Linked DNA regions of Mus musculus: all the other regions are linked to region 3. Evidence: chromatin contacts called from public promoter capture Hi-C data. All regions are on one chromosome and are shown on one strand. The core of a region is the stretch at or near the end of the contact, and the rest is flanking DNA. Distances in the headings are between cores, read along the strand shown.

Region 1 (2,717 bases), core at 1-2,500, 1.3 Mb after region 3:
TTTCCCATCCTTGACTCTGCTGCATGTCCTCTTAGGACAGCTGTTTAACTTCTAGACAACAAAGGTCAACCGAAAAGTGGAAGAGTAATTGTGTATATTTCATAGCCTTCTGTGAGGATGGTATCAAACAATGCAACCAAATTCACTGGCACTAACTCTGCTCAGGAGATAGGATACTGTCTGATTCCTCTTATGCTTGGCTTCAGACAGCAGAAGCAGTTTCTGTCCCATCTACACTGGGGTCTATGCAAAAGGCCAGCCTCCACTCTCATTTCACAGCTGCCTGATGACACCAATATGCTGAGGACACGCAATCCCATCCTTAGGCATGTCTGCCCACTCCTCCTGCCACCAGGACCACGCGTGACAAATATAGCAGAAATTACAGGCATCTGATTTAAGGCTGTGTGTGCACTACTCTCGAGCCAAGCCCCAAACCCTAGTTCTGATGCTGCATCAAAGGACCATCTCTGCCTTGGTCTCCAGGCCCAGAGTAAGCAGCAATTTGAAAGGCAGCCCCCTTTTATTTTTAGCTTTAAAAATCACCAAAGCCAACATAGCAGTGCTCACCCAAGCGTCTCTCACAAAGCTCTTGCTTGACTTGGGTTGAGAAAATGACAGGGTGAGTTCTGCACCAAGAAAGGGGGGGGGGGAATAAATGGGAGAGAAAAAGGAGTCGTCGTTGTCCCCCCCCCCCCACACACACACACACATTGCCAACCTCCATCCCCCTCGAGTCTTCCCCTAGGCCTGGGTGGACCTTGCCTGGGTAATCATTCCCTGCTATATTTAAAAACCACAATGTGTTTGGAGGGAACTTAATTTCGGGACTGCGGGCGGTGGCGTCTCCCGAGGACAAGAGGAAAGCCTGTGCCGAGCTTCTTGCCTGCTGCCGGGACTTCAGGACTACCAACTCCCGGGAATCCAGGTCAGGACTCCTTGCAGCTGCAGCCAGCTCCAATGCTCTAAGCTCCAGGCTCAACGGTTGGGTTGGTGGCTTCTTGGTAGGGCTTGCATCTGCATTCAATCTCCTGGGACTCTGCATGCTAGGTCCGTGCTTGGTGTCCCAGGCCCGCTGAGAAGCGCTGTGGAAAACTCCCCTCCGCTCCCGAGGCTAAATATGCGCGGCTTGTCATTCGGTGTAGCTGTCTCCCAGCTGATAGGGTGACGTCGAGTTTGGAGGCTTGGAGATTGGCTTTTTGATTTGGCTCCTTGCGGAGGCTTAATGGGCAAAGCTCTAGGCTCACCCAGAAACCAGCCCCTACGCTCGTCCCCTCTGAGCGCGGCGAGGCCGAGACGTCTCCGGTGGTGACAGTGGGCAAGGCTGAGCCGCGCGCTCCCAGCCCGGGGAAAGCCCGGGCGTCGCGGCAGCCAGCCCCCGCCGGGGTCCCTCCGAGCCGCCAGGGCGCGCCGCGCTGCTCTCCGTCCCACCCCTCCCATAGGGATCCCCAGGCGACCGCGGCCGGGACTCCGGGCCTTGCTTGGGCCACTCGGGCAGTCTCTGCTCCTTGGCTGGACGCCGCCGAGGGTCTGTACAACGCTCCCTGCGCCCTGGCCCCAGCGATCCTGCTCCAGATGCGCTGCCTGGTAGCCCCCTGACAGCTGCTAGCCCACAGCTCCGGGCGGCAGCCGCGGCGGACTGCCATGCCCTGGACGCCGCTGCAGCCGGCCCGCAGCCCGCGGGGGCGATGAGCCGCTGCGGCCCGTGAGGAGCTGGGCGGCGCGGGCATCGTGCACCTTCCTAGCCCGCCTCACTTGCCCATCGAGCTCTGGAGGCTGAGGGGAATCGGTGAGTAATGGGATGAGCCCACAATCCCCAAGCTCTGGAGGACCGCAGAGGCAGGGGACGCCTGCCAAGATCCCAAGCCTGATATTCTCCCGAGAGAGGGTCCCTGGTGAAGAATCATGATAAGTTATTTCTCAAGATCATTCGTATGCGCTGCCTTGCGGCGGGTTTAGTGCCAGAAAAGTGGGGGAGGGTGCCCGGGAAATATGTTGTATATGCGGTGTAGTGGGGGAAAATCTGGGAGGGTGTCTAAGCTAGAGTGCTGGGGGTGCTGCTAGAGATGCCTGTGAGCCATAGTACTGGAAACGTGTGTACAGTCCTGTTTTGGGTTTGATGACTTAGTGGCGGGGTAGCTCAATGAGGAAGCTTCATGGCGGTGCGTGTGTGTGTGTGTGTGTGTGTGTGTGTGTGTGTGTGTGTGTGTCGCGGGTGTCAGGGCGTGTGAGTTCTTGGAGCTGAGTGGCTAGGAGGGGGACCGCGTTATTCCCTAGGCGGACGCGCGCATGCGCGTGACACACACACACACACACACACACACACACACACGAACTCATGCGCGCACACGCATGCACGTACCCCAATCTCGGGACTCCATTGCTGCCTGCCCATAACTGCAGTCCCATTGTATCCCCTTCCCTCCAATCCCAGAGGGCTCTCCAGCCAAGAGCTACCTGGTGATCTGAGAAATCCAGGGCTGCCTGGAGAGCTGTGAAAAGTATATAACTAAGGTCCCCTCCTTTCTTCAACTCTCTCTCTCTCTCTCTCTCTCTCTCTCTCTCTCTCTCTCTCTCTCTCTCTCTCTCAGGCAGGAGCCCTCTTTTAAAGGCCAGGCTGCTTCTGCAAGCCCTGGCTGACCTGCCCTGAGGACCTGAGCCACACTGGGTCAGAGGATAAATAGGATTTGCTAGAGGGGTTTCAGGGAGGGAGGTAG
Region 2 (2,805 bases), core at 256-2,755, 1.1 Mb after region 3:
AGGCACACAAACAATGAAAAACAAGTGTTCATTCATTAAGTATAGGACTTCATGAAATTCGCAGGCAAAAAAAAAAAAAAAAAAAAAAACCTAGACTATATCATCTTGAGTGAGGTAATCCAGTCACAAAAGAACACACATGGTATACACTCACTGATAAGTGGATATTAGGAAAAAAAGCTTGGAATATTCATGATACAACTTATACAGACCATATGAAGCTCAAGAAGAAGGAAGACCAAAGTGTGATGCTTCAGTCCTACTTAGAAGAGGGAACAAAATAATCATGGGAGATAGAGGGTGGGAAGGTTGGGAGGAATAAAGGAAGGGGAGAAGAAAAAAAGGGGGGGCAGGGTCAGGTGGGAAGAAACAGGGGAGATGTACAGAGCCAGGATCAGGGAACTGAACAGAAAGGTGTGTTGCAATGGGAGATGAACAGGAGGTAGCCAACAGAAGGTCCCAGACACCAGGAAAGCAAGAGGTTCCCAGGACCCAATGGGGATGACATTAGCTGAAATACCCAACAAAGGGGAGGGAGAACCTGTAGAGACCATATCCAGAGGTTAGACATGACCCCCAGTTGAGGGATGGGGCCACCCACTTTTCTCAAAAATTTTAATCCAAAATTGCTCTTGTCTAAAGAAAATATAGGGACAAAGAGTGGAGTAGAGACTGAAGGAAAGGCCATCAGAGACTGCCCTACCTGGGGATCCATCCCATATGCAGCTACCAAACCTATTGTTGATCAATACCCATACAGCCATCACTATTGCCGATGCCAAGAAGTGCTTGTTGCAAGGAGCTTGATATAGCTGTCTCCTGAGAGGCTGTCAGAGCCTTACCTATACAGATGTGGATGCTCACATCCAACCATCGGACTGAGAACAGGGACCCCAATAGAGGAGTTGGGGAAGGACTTGAAGGAACTGAAGGGATTTGCAACCCCATAGGTAGAACAACCAATCAGATTCCCCAGAGCTCCCAGGGACTAAACCACCAACCAAAGAGTATGCGTGGAGGGACCTATGGCTCCAGGTGCATTTGTAGCAGAGGATGGCTTTATCTGGTATCCATTGGAGGAGAGGCCCTTGGTCCTCTGAAGGCCTGATGCTCCAGTGTAGGAGAATGCTAGGGCAGTGAGGTGGGAGTCGGTGGGGGAGCACCCTCAAAGAAGCAGAGAGTAAGGAGTAGGATAGAGGGTTTGCGGAGCAGAAACCGGGACGGGGGATAGCATTTGAATTGTAAATAAATAAAATAATAAAAAATTTTAAAAAGTTCAGTTACAACTGATGAGCCACGACTTAAAATGTGTTCATTAACCTGGTGCTACTTGTGCATTAGCTTAAAAACCAACCCCGCCCTTTATCTGAGTTTCTTGAGTCGCAGAAGTCAAGATCCAGAATATGCGAATTACAGATTTTCCAAATCGAAAAACCCAATTGCACCCGGCGTATCCTGAGGTCACGGAACCAGAGCTCAGAAGCCTCGACTTCCGGGGGAGGGAGGAAGCAGAAGTGCGTTAAGGCCAATCGTTTCCGTTTGCCTCGGGGAGGCTTATCAGGCGTGGACCTGGCACCCAAAGCCTGCGCTGAGTCTACAACTTCGCCTGAGACGTGTTGCGGGCCGCGCTGGGCTCGCTCTGGAAGCGGCTGACTAAGCAGGCCGCACCTTCTGCCATGATTGCGCCCGCTGTGTTGCGAGCTCTGCGTAAGAACAAGACTCTACGCTATGGAGTTCCCATGTTGGTGAGCGGCTGTGACGGGAGCAGGGGCTGCGAGTCCGGAAGGGGCGGGCCCTCTTTGGCTGAGTGGCGTATTGGTGCTGTCTTTCGGATACTGCTGACTAGGGGGTCTGTGGGAGCCACCGGAGCTTTGAGGTTTTTGTTTTTGTTTTTAAGTTCACGCTCAAAAGTGTACCTCGGGTCCCGCCATCCCCCACCCCCCGTTTCCTTTCCCTTCGTGAACGCGCGTGTTACTATCCCCGTTTTACAGTACCTTTCCTGGGTTAAATGTTGAGATTTTGCAAGAAGACTAATCAAATGTCTTCTTTAATAATTACATTCATTTGTAGTAATTATGTTCATAATTTGTTGTTTGATCATTGTTAAGTTAATTTGCTTTAGCATATTACGATATAAAAGAAAATAAACAAAAACTTTTAAAAATACAAGACATTTTTCTTGGTGTGGTTCTTGGCACGTGTGAAGTGCCTTTTGTATTTAAGCACTGCTAAAAGAAAGGTTGATTTTAGAAACGTAATATGTTTTTTTAAGTCGTCTTTGATGTGTCTGGATCTTGTTTTGATAATTAGGGAACTCTGCAATCTGCTTTAAGAGTTTTGGGGTAAGCGTTCGTTTTTATAAAATGACAGCAATTTACAAGGCATATATAAATTTTTTTATTTCTGCAAGTTCCTCTGCCGTTCAAAATCACGGATGTTGCTACTGACTTACCATTTATCACTATGGGAGTCAATTTGATTTTCTTTCAAAATTATAAAAGTCAAGATGTTATGGAAAGAAAAAAAAAATCTCAGGGCTAGGCTTTCTATGTAGACTTAGCACCCTGCCCTATTTTCGGGGCTACCCAGCAGGAAAGAGGCTCCTTTACAAATGGAAATTCCTTTCTTGGTCAGTTTTTAAATGGTCCTATCAGTCTTATGAAGGCACACTCTGGAACTCTGTCTAGAAAAAACTCTTAAGCCTAATTTATTTTACAGATGCCCTTCCAGAAGTTAAGCAAAGAGCACTTTCTATGCCCAATTTGAGAAATCCTCCTCTGAGTTCTGGGTTTCTCCTCTTCTGTT
Region 3 (2,865 bases), core at 292-2,791:
CCTTCTAATGCAAAGTAAGTTCAGAGCAAGAATAAATATAGAAGTCACAGAAACTTTCAGGCAGCCCAGATCCAACTCCACACAATTGCCCATCTACCTAGTTGTGAAACTGACTTGTGGGAGCCTTGTTTATAGTGTACTATCCTCGGACAGCAAAGGGCTTCGACGCATCGCGCACATACTGGCAACCCATCCTCTAACAGCCTGATAAACACCAACCCAGGTCTTACTCTCCCATTCTCCCTGGAGAGAAAAAGATGAAATGGTGGGCTTTAACCTCCTCCTGGTTGCCTTTCAAGTTTTCCTTTAGGGCTGCTAAAGGGCTTTTATCAGAACTTACCTACAGGTCCAGTTTCTAAGCAGGCACTGATGCTGCGAGAATAATTCCAAACCAACGAGATTCAAAACATGTTCAATTTATTTGCAGACTTAGAAATGCCACTGTCTCCGTGAGAGAGAAAACGCACCCACTTTGTCAAATTAAAAAAGAATGAAAACCCGCAGCTTTTCCTCTGAACAAATTTAAATTTTCTGGGTCACTTCCCTCATCACACTTTTTAAGCAGCCTGACCTGCTCAGAAAAGCCTATACCTACCGTCTGTGAAAGCAACTCCCAAGCCTCAGACCTCACCACCCGCCCCTGCGGTCCTCACCTCACCACGGAGCCTCGCCCTTTCAACCCACAAATCGGGAGCTTATTCTCAGGAAAAGTTGCTGGAGGTAGATTCCCCCACCTGCGCTCTCCGAGCGGATGGCTGGGAAGAAGAGAAAGCCTTCGGGGCCCCGCACGCCCTCCAGGCCCAGGCTCGGAGCGCGTCCCACCCCAAAGCCGGGAAGGCGATTTCCACGCAGACCTGCACCCATCCCACACAAGTCCGCATGCCAGCTCGCCGAGTCACTTACGTAAGCTCGCCCTGCACAGTCCCAAACTGCAGACACACACCCGCACCTGTCACGCATCCGAAATGGACAAGCGCCCACCCCCGAGGAATGCAAGCCACACAGATCGGGGCGCGGGTGCGGCTTCCATTCCTTTTCCTCCGGGTTCTTTTCTTGTCCCTTTTTTGTCCAACTACAATTACCTTAGCAACCAAAGAATTGTCTCGACTCGCTCCGGCGTCTCAGTTTCTCCTAAAGCCCGGCTGGCGCCCGGCTCATGATAAGGCTGGGGAACCCGGGAGTCGCCAGCTCTCGGGGGGTGGAGGAGCGGCCAAATCTGTCCGGGCACTGCTCTCCCGAGTGTCGCCTTCTCCTCCTCTTCCACCTTCTTGGTGCCACTCTACGAGGCGGCGACCGCAGGGGGCTCAGCGAGCACACTGTACAGCTCCGGACCCGGGAGGAGGCGCGGCGGGTCTCATGGTGCCAGGGCGCGGGGCTCCCGGGGTGTTTCCCTCGCCCCTCGCTGGTCCGGACCGGAACCGCCCCCTCGGCGCCCGCAGCAACAGGGACCCCGGGGCGCCCCCGGGCGGAGTTCTTGGCCACCCGGTGGGGGCCGATCGCCAAGGAGCTGCCCGGAGTCGCGCAGCCCAGGCGCTCGGCTCGGCCGCTGCCGCAGCGGCGCCCGCTGTCGGGGACCCAGAGCAGCTGCAGCCTCGCGCCGCGCACCTGGGCGCCCGCACCTGGCCTGAGCCACGCGCTATGAGCGGGACCCTGACACCTGAGCACGTTCTTAGGTCGCCGCCGCCAGGCTCACCTGTCCCGGCGCCGCCCGGGGTACGGATCAGGCCCTGTGCAGCAAGCGAGGAAAAAAATAATCTGCAGATTCCAGGCAACCGAGCAGCTACCTAGAAAACTGAGGGACTGTGTTAAACAAGCCAAGGCTCCTCTCCTTGCTGCCAGGATGACCGTGTACTGAAACTTTAGTGGCGCCAAGGTGCTCACGATTCTGGCCTGAGGTGCTGTCCCGGTAGCTTTTGAATCCCTCACTGACGTGGGGCTGGCGCCCTCTAAATTAAAATGAGCCAGTGCGTTCGTCAGAGATATTGTTGCTAATCTCGTGGTTTTATTTATTCAACGTTTACACCACACAGCGTTGGGAGCGCTTTGTGGTTGATACTATCTTGAAACAATACAAAAGGGAATCTAAGGGGGAAACTATGCACAATATCCTTGGGCAAGAAGAGAAGCTTTGACATTCAAATGAACAAGGGTAACTTGAATGGACATTTTAACCTGAGAGTCCTGAAACGTGATTTTTGATGACTTATGACTGGGTTGCAGATGTAGCTCACCTAATATAGTGCTTTCCCCAGCACTGAGTAAACCCCGACAGAGATGGTATCCACCTGTAATACTCAGGGGCTGGAAGCAGAAAGAACAGAAGTTCGAGGCCAGCTTTGGCTACTTAGGGAGTCCGTGAGTCACACTGGACTACATGAAGGCCTGTCTCAAATTATTTTAGGGAACTGTAGTTGGAGGTAGGACAAGGTGGTTGGTACTAAATAGTTACCAGTAGATGTGTATGTATGTCAATGTTACCAACACCAATAATAAATCAGTAATTTATACTTTAGTGTATTAATCACAGAAAAAAATAAATAAATTACTCCAAGTCATTGGGGATGAATGATCTGGACTCTTCATCTTTATGGCTCTGGGGGTGAAAATTTAAAGTTTCCTTGGCAATATGCATGTTTGTCAACACTGCTGTGCATAAATATGCAAATAACAAAGAACATCAGTTAAAGGTAAATAGATTCTTCTGAATGTAAATCCATTCTTCTAAAATGGCAGATTGTTAAAGATGGCTTCTGATTGAGCGAGGCCCGAGGACAAGGCTGCTAACTCAGAAGGTGGCCTTGGGTAGGATCCAACCCCTGTAAATAACACCTATAACCATGGATTTCTATAATATACTGATTCAAG
Region 4 (3,018 bases), core at 474-2,973, 1.6 Mb after region 3:
TAAAACCGCTCCTGGAGCCCCAACTTGCCCTAGCTTTGGGAATGCTGTCGAGGATTTATGACACACCCTGGATCTAATCTGCCGCCTTTAGCCGCTGCTGTTGCACATCTGGGCCATAAAAGCACGGGCCGGCCCGACACGGGGACAAACACTTTTCTTTCCTAAGTGGCTGCAAATCTGATCTCCCAGTGATAGGTGGGCTCGGATGTGAGCAGCTCAGCATCTGGGTAGCCATTAAGTTAAGTCAGGTTTTGCAAAGCTTTTCCTCCATACACTGCAGCTATAAAGATGATTCCCGGGTAGCAAAGGCCAGGAATAAAGAAGCTGCTATGGGAACAGGTGGTAATGGGGCTAGCCATCCAGGAAATGGGGCCAGAGGATATCCAGGGAAGAAAGCACAATTTGGTGGAGAAGCCAACTTCATTTGCTCAGAAGTCAAATCCTTGCTATTTTCCCAGAGAGATTCTCGCAGAATGGGAGCGGGCAAGCTGCTACCCAGAGGTCCGGCTTCTGATCTTACTGACCCTGATCCTTGCCCAGAGACTGCCTCCCTTACGTGTTGCCAAAGGAACCTCTAGGTGGTTTAACAAATACATTTTTAAGGCAGTGAAATTCTTTATTAGACCATTAGGAGGGAGCAGGGAGAACAATAATCTAGACCAGAAATGAGCACGGTGCTGCTGGTTCCCGTTTTTTTTACAATGCCCTGGACAACCCGTCCTGTGCACAGAATTGGCACATTTCGTGTGGTTCAGAAACTCCAATCAGATCAAGGTTCAACCGATCCAACCCAGGGGAGAAGTTCTTCCGAACTTCTCCACGGCTCCCTACCCCTGCCACTCCTCCAGGGCCAGGCCAGCAGGAGGGGGGCATTAAAATTATCTGCTGTGGGTTTTACGAGCAGCGATTGCTTTTTAAAACAACAACAACACAAGGTCCTTGTGTGGCTCGCGGGTAACCTAAAACTCTCTAGGCAGAGTGCCCCCCCCCGCCCCTTCTACACACACACACACACACACACACACACCCTCTGCCTGCCAAGAAAGCCAGCTCGAGGGACTGGTGCAGCGACAACATAGGGAAACTCTGCTCCAGCCAAGGCCGAGATCCCACCGACCTAGGAGGCCCAGGAGAAAAACCTCAGGAGAAGTTCGAGAAAGAAAACCCACCGGTGACAGGTCGTGGGGAGTCAGTGCTACAAGAAAAGGCGGGGAAGGAGGGGGGCAATGAAATTTTATTTCAGCAACTTCTCCAAGAGGCCTGCAAGGGACTAGACGGTAAAGTCGAGGACAAGGTCTGACACCTCCCTTCCCCCTCCTGTAGATGAGCGGCCAAGCGCAGGTGGGCGCGCGCAGCTGGGAGACGCACTTACCCTGGGGCCGGTGGTGCGGTGGCCGCCGGCCGGGGACAGCTGCACCAACACGAGCAGCAAGTGGGGCGTGAGCAGACGGACGCGCGCGGGCAGCATGGTGCCAGCGGAGCCGGGCAGCCACGAGCGGGCAGCGGGCAGGGGGGCTCAGGCTAGCTTCAAAGCACTTGGGGAGGTGGGGACCCTTGCAGCAGCTGGGAGTGGCCGAAGAGCCAGCGGCAGGGGCTGGAGGAGCCTGCGCCCGGGGTCACGGTCATGAACGGCGGAGGCCCGGAGCTGGAGTGCGAGCGTGTGCTCTGCGCGTGGCGCCTGCTGCGCTCGGCGTGGCCGCGGCGACAGCAGGTTGGATGCGGGAGCTCGGGCCATGGGAATTCCCGTTATAAACCCCGGGAGGGGAGGGGCGGGGCCCGGAGAGGCTGACTGACGGGTCGAGAGGCCTGTAGCAGCCGACCCTCCGGCAGGTGGAAGCCAATGGGAGAGAGATGAGAGGGGCGGTTCGTGGTCAGTACCCCACCCCACCCCCACCCCCACCCCCACCCCCACCCCCACCCCCCACCCCCCCAGGAGCTACACTGGCTTCCCGGCCACAGTGGGCTCCAGCAGAGGCTGGGATAAAGAGTAACTTTTTCTCAGCAAGTCCTCGCTGGGAACCTCCGCGCGCTCCAGCAGCCTCAGTCCCTCCTGAATGGTCACCTGGATAGTAAAGAAGCCTTACACACTTATCGTGTGTTAGTTCTTAGGCTTGAGTTGTCGCAACAGCTCCATGAAGCAGGCAGGGAAAATAGCTCCAAATGACCCAAAGTCCTTGAGAAATGTTTCCCGGAGGCCGCAAAATCAAGGGCAACCTGGGGAACCACCAGGTGCGGCCCACAGAGTGAGCTGCGACCTACGGGAAGAGGTATTCATTTATTTCAAAAAGAAAAAAAAAATCTCCTTACGGGTGACACCCAAGTTCCACAGCGGCTGCCTGAGATAATTCTGACGGAGGCGAACCGAAGCAGCCTAAGGTGGGTCCCCCGAGGGTCCAGTAAACTACCCCTATGGCCCTATGGTCCATGTGACCTGCGGTCAGAACCCGGGCATCTTGGCTAATCAGTCTGAACTTAAAGAACACAGGAGCAGCTTCTCTGTGGCCTAACAACGCTGGGGCGGAGGCCGGGGAGGAGAGGGCAGTCCCAGGAATCCTGGTCCCATATTGGGAGGAGGAAAGTTATGAATGGAGGAGATGGAGGAGTGTTCTGTGAGCACAGATATCCTAGAGACCTCCAAGGAGCAATTTCCTGGGAGCCCAAGCCTGGATTGTATAGGTCAGCTCTAAGCAGGCCTATCAGGTGCTAGAGCTCTTTCCATAGTGGTCCAAGAGGCCACCCTGAAAATGGTAACAGCTACATCGCATCACACACACTCACTTCAACCCAACAAAGTGTCTGCTGCCTTCCCCGCAAGAGACCCGTGATTATCTCCAAAAGTGGAACACAACTCTTCGTGCTTGATTTCCACCGGTCCAGGCCCGTCCCTTCGTGAAGAAAGATCCATTTCTCTAACCAGATTGAAATAAAGCCCAGGTTTCACAGCTCCCTGACTGCCCTGAGAGGTCCTGACAAAGATTAGCTCTGCTCCCTTCCAGCTTCTCTTCTCGATTATAAGAG

The links. Promoter capture Hi-C pulls out the DNA fragments that hold promoters and counts their contacts.
Region 1: a promoter capture Hi-C map of embryonic stem cells shows a contact between it and region 3, with 5 times the contacts expected there. The contact joins the promoter of Slc8a3 here to the promoter of Rgs6 in region 3. A contact is called at or near these places in 5 of 39 promoter capture datasets (the C10 cell line, the HPC-7 cell line, embryonic stem cells and 2 more), 1 of 484 Hi-C or Micro-C datasets (embryonic stem cells) and 1 of 9 other capture datasets (liver).
Region 2: a contact with region 3 is called in a promoter capture Hi-C map of stem cell-derived epiblast-like cells, with 2.2 times the contacts expected there. The contact joins the promoter of Cox16 here to the promoter of Rgs6 in region 3. A contact is called at or near these places in 2 of 39 promoter capture datasets (embryonic stem cells and stem cell-derived epiblast-like cells).
Region 4: a contact with region 3 is called in a promoter capture Hi-C map of embryonic stem cells, with 5 times the contacts expected there. The contact joins the promoter of Smoc1 here to the promoter of Rgs6 in region 3. A contact is called at or near these places in 5 of 39 promoter capture datasets (embryonic stem cells, liver and pre-B cells) and 1 of 484 Hi-C or Micro-C datasets (embryonic stem cells).

The regions. Positions count from the first base shown.
Region 1 is chr12:81,331,713-81,334,429 of GRCm38.p6, reverse strand. It overlaps Slc8a3 (solute carrier family 8 (sodium/calcium exchanger), member 3), which reads left to right and starts at 1,250. Exons shown (of 7, transcript NM_001167920.1): 1 at 1,250-1,789.
Region 2 is chr12:81,483,837-81,486,641 of GRCm38.p6, reverse strand. Cox16 (cytochrome c oxidase assembly protein 16) reads left to right here and starts at 1,505. Exons shown (of 4, transcript NM_001309809.2): 1 at 1,505-1,745. The coding sequence starts at 1,677. All of the region lies in intron 3 of Gm20498 (predicted gene 20498), which reads left to right.
Region 3 is chr12:82,615,601-82,618,465 of GRCm38.p6, reverse strand. It overlaps Rgs6 (regulator of G-protein signaling 6), which reads right to left and starts at 1,541. Exons shown (of 17, transcript NM_015812.4): 1 at 1,083-1,541.
Region 4 is chr12:81,025,513-81,028,530 of GRCm38.p6, reverse strand. Smoc1 (SPARC related modular calcium binding 1) reads right to left here and starts at 1,723. Exons shown (of 13, transcript NM_022316.2): 1 at 1,373-1,723. The coding sequence starts at 1,468.